Linked DNA regions of Sus scrofa: region 2 is linked to region 1. A link is a contact called in public HiChIP or PLAC-seq data. All regions are on one chromosome and are shown on one strand. Each heading gives the region's core, a stretch centred on a gene start, on an enhancer-like site or on the middle of the called end of the contact. The rest is flanking DNA. Distances are from core to core; before and after follow the strand shown.

The links. HiChIP or PLAC-seq counts read pairs in DNA pulled down with a chosen protein or histone mark.
Region 2: an H3K27ac HiChIP or PLAC-seq map of skeletal muscle shows a contact between it and region 1. The contact joins two enhancer-like sites. A contact is called at or near these places in 1 of 47 Hi-C or Micro-C datasets (embryonic fibroblasts) and 1 of 2 datasets of contacts at active chromatin or transcription factors (skeletal muscle).

What each region holds. Positions count from the first base shown.
Region 1 is chr2:149,993,642-149,998,424 of Sscrofa11.1, reverse strand. No RefSeq gene overlaps it. Among named protein-coding and RNA genes, the nearest start is that of ADRB2, 38 kb to the left of the region's middle. Within about 2 kb of position 1,839, at least 3 of the 83 cell types and tissues checked have an H3K27ac peak or open chromatin away from gene starts, as enhancers often do. A contact at or near this core is called in skeletal muscle, where this site is marked.
Region 2 is chr2:150,127,233-150,132,015 of Sscrofa11.1, reverse strand. No RefSeq gene overlaps it. Among named protein-coding and RNA genes, the nearest start is that of ADRB2, 96 kb to the right of the region's middle. Within about 2 kb of position 2,420, at least 1 of the 83 cell types and tissues checked has an H3K27ac peak or open chromatin away from gene starts, as enhancers often do. A contact at or near this core is called in skeletal muscle, where this site is marked.

The DNA.
Region 1 (4,783 bases), core at 590-3,089:
ATACATGGAATTGCATTTTCTTCTCTCTCTCTCTCTCTCGCTCAAGTTTTTAATAGTGAGGTGGGGCCATTGTGGGATTAGCTTAGCGCTGTGAGTCACTGGGCATGTTTCTATTTGTCTGGCATTTATTATTATTATTATTGGAGTACGTGGTGCCCTGTGAATACGGAGCCCTACCGGCACCACTTCTGCTCCTCCGGATGGCCCCTCTGTTCCTATATGCATCGCAAGCATGACGAGAAAGGCCCATGTAGACAGACAGCAATGGAAGGCACCGCCTGCTGAAGTCAGGTCAGAATTCTGCACACCTGACAAGCTGTCAGGCTTAGAATAGTTGGGAAAAATGGGGGAATTTTCAGAAAGCGGCAAGTGGAGAGAACACTGAATTGGGAACCAGGAGTTTAAGCTCAGCTATTGACCACGATATAAATTTGGGACAATGATTTTGCTACTTTAAAAGAGCAGGGTGATTGGGACAGATAAAGAGAATAAAGTTCATCGAGTTTGCCAGACCCCGTTTACTGGTGGTTGCTGTCTGCCGTGGCATGCCGAGAATTACGGGGCGTGATTTGGGCTCTGAGGAGGAAGACCCCGGGGGAGAGGGACAGCCCTGGGGCTCTGTCCAGAGAGCTGGGTTCAGCTTAGCACCGTCTCCCACTGACTCCAGGGACAGGCGTGTCAGGGGAGGGAATGTCTGCCACTCAGGCGCTAGATGACCTCTCAAGGCCCATTTAGCTCCATAATTGGAAATTAAAGAAGAAAAACGTATCCCCAGTCTGTCACCACTTCCATTTTCTCAGTGGGACTTGATCACCAGGGCATCTAATGGTCAAATACAGCTGCATTACTGGAAAACTGCGTGTCTCTGGGATTTTGTTATGTGCACAGCACACATTAGACCTGATGAAAAGTGCCAAATAAGAACTGTAAGAACTTCAGGTCATTGTTAGGGAGGTGTCCCCTAGCATTCTCTGGGGGACTGAGCATAGGATGGATGAACAGTGCGTGCAGTTTTAGAAAAAAGTTGTGTTCCCAGGACTTACTGATTTTGTAGTACACACTGCAAAAAACAACCTCCCCGTCCCCCAACCCCTTTCAAATCTTGGCTCATGTTTGGGTCATGTGTTTAGAAGGGATAAGAAATATTACCAGTCATAAAGTTGAGGCAGCTTTTTGAGAAGAATAAACGATGTTTGGATGCAGAGATGGGGAGCTGGCTTGACAGAAAGTGATGTAGGAGTCTTTGGTAAACACAAGCTCTAATAAACCAACTAAATTTTTGGGCTGCTGAAAAGCTGAGCTAATCTTCAGCAAAATTAATAGAAGTACAATGAGTATAAAATTTCTCCATACTCTAGCCTAGCAGGTCCACATATGGGCAGTTGCATTCAAAATTGAGCATCGCATGATCGGGATGGCGAGGTCTTGGGAACTCTGTGTGGTTATGCACGCGTGGAAAGGCAGGGAGAAGAGAGCGGGGCAACCAGGGTTTTCCTAGGGTTCATTCTGGGTGAGTCCTGTCTCAGATGTCACAGCTCAGTCGCATGTCCTCCTGCTGTAGTTGGGATTTCTCCATAGCGACACAGGCTGGGCTTTCTGGGAAAAGAGGCTCTTAGGACGGAGATGTGTTTGGAGTGCTGTTCGGAGCAACATCCGTGGAGGAGTGAGGGAAGCGGGGCTGAGTGGAGGGAAGAGGTGGGCTGCACTTTCACAGCAGAGGCCTCGCCCACCAGGGGGGTCCTCGCCCTGGGGGAGCTCTTCACAGCTGTCAGCACTGGAGGAGCCAGGGCCTGATTCGTTGGCTGTGGCCTAACTGCACCTGAGAGGGTATAACCACGCTCAAGGCTGCTCCCTTTGCCCAGTGGAAAGACTTGACTGTGAGCTTCCAGCCGGCAGCACTCGTGGTGTCTGGGAGGATAAATGCAGTGTATCCACCCTGGATCTCCTGGCACACCTGGCAGCTCGTCACAGCACCCGCTCCAGTGAGGCCAGAGGCACAGCCCCCAGGAGCCCTAGATTTCTGTTTTCCTAGCCCTGTGACTGCAGAGAGAAATGGGTCTCAATTCTGACTTTAGTTGAGACTTTTAAAAGTCTTGGAGAGGTACTCTTACTGGGTGGGCTTGGGTCACCAACTCTGGCCCAAGGTTGAGGAATTATGATCGACTGATTCGGAATCTGGTGAACTGTTAGGGCGAAGTGATGGAACTGGTTATCAGAAGAAAGAGTGCCAGCACTACCCGGGGGCAGCCTTACCTGTCATGGGCGTGAAGGAGCTCATTGGTTCTGCATAGCATGAAAAGGCGCAAAGAATGGATTCAGCTCCATGGAAAGTTAATTCTCTTTTAGTAATTGAAAATGCTTTCTGTGGGGGGAAGAAATCTCCTAACTGGGAATATTCCAGAAAAAGCCATGTATCTTTCCAGTACTCTATAGAGAAATTTTGTGTATTTGGATCAGATCAGAATTAAATGGACAGCTTTAAAATGATACTAATTGCTGGACTCTGTTATTAGAAATTCTGATTCAGTAGGTCTGGGGTGAAGAGTCCATTCGAGGACTCAGTATGTTTTAAAATCTTCCCATTTAGTTTTCATATGCTGCTAGGTTTGGAAACCCCAGAACATGAAGCAGATATTTGCAGAACTGCTCTAATTAAATTGTGTGTTTGAAGCTCCAGAGGGAAGTGTGGGAGGTCGGCAGAGACAAGGAGGGACGGAGTTTACTTGTCCACCCTGTCACTCTGCTCTCCCTAAGGTGATGTCTAAGCCATCTATGTGGGCCAGAATTTAAAATCCACTAAAGTGGACTAAGATTTTAGACCATCTTCCAGCTCTAAGAACTCATTGACTCCATGGATATTCCAGGTAAAATAAAGCAATAACTTTGATCACTGCTCTTTACTGTTTTACGTATTTGTGTGCAGTTCTGAGTGGAAACTTAATTGGTGAGAAGAAGTTTATTAGATATGTCTTATGCTTCTTCAGACTTGCCTAAGAGACAACTAATCGAGGGCTCAAGAGTAAAGAAAGAATTCAGTTACCTTTGAAAGCTCTAGGGTCATGGCCAGTCTCTTCTGATTCAGCAGAGGAGATAAATTAAGAGTGACCAGAGATATTCTTCCTTCCTTAGAAAAAGTGCGTGCTTACATAATACTTTTGTATTTTGTAGGGGATTAAAAAAAATATTTTTTGAAGGTATTAAGCTATTAACCCCTTGTCTTTGATTTCTCCCTGTCATTATCCTGATGCAAATGGAAATTTTATTCAGTTTATGCGATCTATTGTTTTATTTTTTCCACTTGGCATTATTTTATATACACATGTTCATGGCCCTTGTAGCGCTTTCTTTTATGACTGCGTGGTATTTCATTGCTTTAATGTGCCGTGGTAGACTTTATCTTACCTAATTTGGGGCATTTGGGTGGTTTCCATTTTGTCATTAAGCATTGCATTGTCATGAACCTCTAGTGGCTGTCCTCACCTGAAACTGCCCCACCTCCAGAATTCCCAACCCCGAAGCTCCTTGCGCTGACTGTCAGTTCTCTCCCAGTTCCCTAGGTCCCCTCACATGTGATCCAGTGACCTGCCAGTCCGGCTCCTTTACCCACCTGTTTGCCCATGACAGTTGAAGAGCTTCTGGTTCCTATTGCTGTGTAAGGTTTTCTGTCAGCTTTAGCAGGTGGCGATTGCTCAAGAAGTGTCTGCTAATATAATAGTGACTGTGCTGTTGATCCGGATTGTTGAATTCAGGGTCACTGTCTTACTCACCGTTGTCCGTTCCCTCCCAAGAGTGTGGGAATCACAGACTCGTTCCAGAGTTACCTGCTCAGTGAGTGGATGGTTTTCATGTTAATTTTACATCAGATGTGCTTTTACTTGTGAAACAACAGTCCGCATAAAGATACCACACTGAATTCCTGGAGCACAGAAAACATATCTTTTATTCCCAATACCAATCTGATTTCTGTCAAACTTTGACAATTTTATCAAAAGTCTTTTTGGTGGCTTCTGCTTTCCTTTACTGTGTTAGTAGTTTTCTTTGGATTTTTCTGGTTTTGTTACGATAGGATAATCCGTATTTAATCAGAAAATAATTATCTTACCATATGGATGAATTCTATTTACATAGATTCTATTTCAGATAGTCTCATAATAAAACTAATTGCTTATAACAATTTTCTTGTTATTTAAGAACAGGGACTTTTTAGAACAAAAATTTGAAAGAAAAATTTCCTGTAGTAATATTAACAGTCCTTTAAAATTTTCCAGTTTTCTCTTGGTTCACTGTAAGTTTACATCTATTTCTTTTTGGTCATTTTTGGTCATTTCTCGTTTTGTCAAGACTTATCCATGTCACTAAAAATTCACATATATTAGCATGACACTGTGAATAATACTAATAATTTCTTAAGGCACTTTTTTTCTTAAGAAGTAAGGACTAAGTGATAATGCTCATGTATAGTTTAAAAATTCAAGCCATAGTTTATAATAAAAAATAACCATCCTTCCCCTGCACATCCATATCTTAGCTCCAGTTCCCAGAGCCAACCGCTTTCAACTCTTTTTAACTGTGGCCTCTGTTCTCTCTCTCAGTATTTCTGAATAACCGGCTCATGCTGCCACTACTTTTTCAGATAATCTGCATGTATTTTGATTCTGCCCTATCCTCATTCACAGAGATCCTGGGACCCCATTCCCTGGGGGGCTGGGTCTATAGCCTCCCCCTCCTGCCAAGAGTCTGTTGACACCCGATGTTAGAGACGGTCTTCTCTTCCTTTTGTCCT
Region 2 (4,783 bases), core at 1,171-3,670, 130 kb before region 1:
TCTCTTGGCCCTTGAAGCATTAGGTTAAGTTCTTTTTTTTTTTTTCCTGTCTTTTTGTCTTTTCTAGAGCCATACCTGTGGCATATGGAAGTTGCCAGGCTAGGGGTCGAATTGGAGCTGTAGTCGCCGGCCTACACCACAGCCACAGCAATACAGGATCTGAGCCACATCTTCGACCTACACCACAGCTCACAGCAATGCCAGATCCTTAACCCACTGATCGAGGCCAGGGATCGAACCTGCGCCCTCATGGCTTCTAGTCAGGTTCATTAACTGCTGAGCCACAACGGGAACTCCTGGGCTAAGTTCTGACCCTCCTCTGACCTTACCTGGAGATGGAGAGGGACAGACCCTGGATTTCCACCTGGATAGGGCTGGAGCCAAGCTAGGCCTCTACTTGGGTGTGTGGCCCCGTCCCCCGGCTGCTCGCCTCGTAGGGCTGTCAGGAAGAGAACGTGAGACCGAGAGCTGAAAATCCACCACTGAAGGGACTGTATGACCGATTCGGGCCCCCTGTCAGCAGTGACAAGGCTCGTGAGTGGTGAGCGTCAACCATGCCGGCCACCTGACCCTGGAGAGCTGTGCAGGGCTGACCCTGCTCTGACGCCGAGTTCAGAAACTGTTCGCGTTTGCTCAGCAGCCAGCTGTTCCGTGTCAGGGACAACCTGCCATTCGTGAGTGTTGAGTTTGCAGTCTCCCTCAGTCGTCATTGTCATCACTGTTTGGGAAGGAGGGAGCTGGAGCGGGGGCTGTGAGGGAGGTCTGCCCCCGTGACCAGGCTGGCGGATGGTGACCTGGGAACCAACCCCGGGGGTTTCGGCTGCCAGGCGGGGCTCTCCTGCAGCACGGCGCTGCGCCCGCACGGAGTTATGGGGCGGCGTGGGAGGATCTGCCCTTTGTTTCTGCCGTTGTCACGAACTGTCACCTGGTCCTCATTTTGTGGATGGGAAACAGGCCTGGAGGGAGGAACGACGGGCAGGACGACCATTAATCTCTAATTAGTTTCCAACCAAATTAGCAAGATCCGCTCTTTTCCCGTAAGTGGAGAGGATTCTGACGGTTGTAGGCTGTTTTCGTCATTAGGATCTAGATTTCTGGAAGGATTGGGGGAGTTTGAATTCGTCTCACATGAACTCGCCCGGCTTTGGTCTGCTTCTCTGATTATTGCCATTACTCTGTGTCTGGTGGTCAGGCTTCTCCAGAGAAACCGTAGCAGTAGGATGTGCATATGGCAGATACATGACAGGTGTGCGTGTGTACACGTAGACAGAACATACACCTGGATTACGTATGCACTTAATTTTTAAAATTATAGTTGATTTGCAGTGTTTGTACTTAGGCCTTTACTGTAAGGAATTAGTTCATGTGACGGTAGAGGTTGCCAAATACCACATCTGCAGGATAGGCCGGCAGATGAGGCCCTAGGAGAGAGCTGCTGGTACTGCCGGGACGCGGAGGAGTCTGGGGGTAGCGTTCGCTCTTCTCTGGGAGAGAACAGTCATTTTCTATTCTGTTCTTGAAGTGACTCGATGAGTTCTGCCCATGTTACGGAGGGTCATGTGATTTACTCAGATCAACTGATTTAAATGTTAATTTACCCTACAAGTACCTTCGCAGCAATATCCAGTTGTGTCTGACCAAATTCCCGGCACGATGGCCTGGCCAAGTTGACGCATGTAACGAATCATCATGCGTATAAGCATGTAATATGTAGGATAACATTAGCTGATATGTACTGACCGTTTATGTGTATTGAGATAATATCAAGAATGTTATCTCACTGAATAACTCCTCCTAATGGTTATAGTGCAGTACTTTACACATAGGCAGAAACAAATGATGGCTTTAAAATTAGGGGGCCATTCAGAATAGAGGTTAAGAAGGAGGTTTTTAGTGTTGGGCAGACCTGAGTTCCAGTTTTAACGCAGCCAGTATCTAACTGGGGCAGATTAGTTAATCTCTCCAAGACTCTGTCCTCATCTGCAAAACAGCGTTAAGAATAGAATTTCCTTCATCAACATAGCAGGAGCTTGGTAAACGTTTATTGGCAAAATGAAGGTTGGAGGAATCTCCAAGATTGCTATGGGAATTCAAGGAGCTAATTTGTCTAAAGCCCGTCGCACAGTTCCTGGCACATTATGAGAACACACGGAATTTAGCTGCCTGTACCATGATTATCTTCCTTCTCGACGGCTGCGTACACAGAGTCATGGCTGCCAGCTGTTAGGATCCACGCAGCAGGACTTGGTGAGGTGTGGCTTCCAGGAAGGTCCTGCCTCTAAAGGCCAGGCCAGAACAGAACAGAAATCTCCCTCACCCGCTCAGAGGCTGGTTTCCCTTACCTCCTTGGCACCGTCTTGGGCGGCCCGTTCTTTGCTGCTCCCAGAACTCCTTTCCCGGAGCTCTGGCTGCAACCGCCTTGGCGGGGAGTGTTGTCCAGGTCACGCGGTCTGGAGCTGGACGAGCGTCCCACGTCTCTGCCAGCACACCCAGCGCCTCGTCTGCAGCGCTGCCCTCAGCCCTGCCACGCGAAGCACCACTCCCTGACCCTCGGTGGAAAAGAGCTGCCTCCTCCTGGGCCACCATCTCCCTGCAGATACTCCCGCTGTCGAAGAGGTGATTGGGCCAGTCATTCTCCTTTATTCTAAGGCAGATACGCTCTTTGTGCTCGGAGGAAAAGGACATCCGGACAGCGCGAAGCAGCGTCGTGTGGCTCGTTCTTCCATCATTCAGAACGTGGTGCGGGGCACTGAAGACTGGAACTCCCAGCTCTGATTCTTACCAGCCGTGTGGTCTTGGGCACATTTCTTGATCTCTCTTATGCCTCAGTTTCTTCATCTGTAAAGTGGGGACCATACTAATGCCTCCTCAGAAAGGTTATTACGATGTTTAAAATCAGCTCATAGGTGGTAAAGCATGTAAGCACCTGCCTGACCCAGAGGCAGTGCTCCGTAAGGAGTAGCCAGTCGTAGCTGTTACTATTGTTGTTATTACTGCAGCTGATTCTTTTTGTTTTAAGCCTATTTTATTTAATTTTTTTTCTTTTGTCCTTTTAGGGCCGCACCTGCAGCATATGGAGGTTCCCAGGCTAGGGGTCGAATTGGAGCTATAGCCACTGGCCTACGCCAGAGCCCCAGCAATGCCAGGTCCGAGCCTCGTCTGCAGCCTACACCACAGCTCATGGCAACGCTGGATCCTGAACCCACTCAGCGAGGCCAGGGATCGAACCTGCAACCTCATGGTTCCTAGTTGGATTCGTTTCTGCTGTGCCACGACCGGAACTCCAGCTACAGCTAATTCTAACTCCACTTTGTGTGGCAGCTCTGCTGGGTGATGGAGGAAGAGCCGTGAACACAAGGCATTCTCTCCTCTCCTTTGTGAAGTTTCTATGCTGTGAGTGGCAGAGAAAAAGAATAAATAGGTGAAGGAGACAGATAAAGCCCATTATGTGCGATTATACGTTGTGTAAGTATCCTAAAGCAAACCAGCAGGAGGCTTTGACAGAGACGCACAGCGAGCTGGGGAGTGACACGTGGGGACACTGGGGACAGGTGACGGAAGGTGTCCCGAGCGGCCAGTATTTAGGCTCAGCGCTGAGGGATGCGAAGGGGAGGAAGCAGGAGCAGTGGGTGTGAGGACCAGCACGCATGGAAGCCTTGAGGCAGAAGGAGCTCGGGTGCTCCTGAGAGTGGGAAATGCCACGTGGCCGGGGGGGAAGCGGGAAGGGCGGCAGGAACTCGTCGGGGCGCTCGCTCCGCGGCAGACGCCCCTCCCTGCACCCACCTGGGGGAGGAGGGACGGGCCTGGAGGGGCCTGGTCACGTCTCCCCGCTCGCTCGTCTTCCCTGGCTTCTGCTGCCGGCAGCACCAGGTCAGATCTCAGCGTGGCCTGTCGCATGCTTCACAGCGTAGCTCCAGGGTGACGTCTCAGTTCTATTTCCTTTTTTGGCCCATCACCTTAAAATTAATTTTTACTTGCATAAGTCACCCAGAAACATCTTTTCTTGTGAAAATTTAAAATTATTCAGGCAACTGCAAGCCCCTGTTCCCGCGTCTTCCCTTCCCCATCTCTACGCCACGTGCTTCCCCGGAGGGCCGCGCTGCGCCGCTTCCCGCGAATCCTTTCGGGCGTCCCTCAAATCGATGCGTTGTGGATCTATCTAGAGAGTGTATAAAAGTGCAGAAAACGTAGAGGAAGTTTTGTGGTTTTAGTAAATAGAACAATTTGTTGAATTGTCCTCATTGCTTGATTGAATAATTCCTGCACAGTCCATTGGCCAGACCGTTGGGAGACTGCACCCAGACCAAGGCCCTGTGCCTGGAGGCCCAGGAGGCGATGGGGTTATAATCTTCCCTCCTGCCTGGAAAGAGGAGGCCTGAAAGGGGTGAGTACTAGAGGTTTATACCACGGAGAGTGATTTTTTAAATGTCCTTTAAAAACTAAACTTTCCTGAAGAAAAATGTGAAGTCATTTTAAAAAGCTAATGAGGAGTTCCCGTCCTGGCGCAGTGGAAACAAATCCGACTAGGAACCATGAGGACGCGGTTTGATCCCGGCCTTGCTCAGTGGGTTAAGGATCCCGCGTTGCTGTGGCTCTGGCGTAGGCCGGCAGCTTGTAGCTCCAATTGGACCCCTAGCCTGGGAACTTCCATATGCATAAGCTCCATATACTTAACAGCAAAAATAGACAAGGTAGGAGAATGTACTTTCCAACCTGAAAGGTCTGTCATCCTGTGCTCCTATGGAGTCGTCTGATTTGGTGACAAAGGCTACAGGCATTGTCC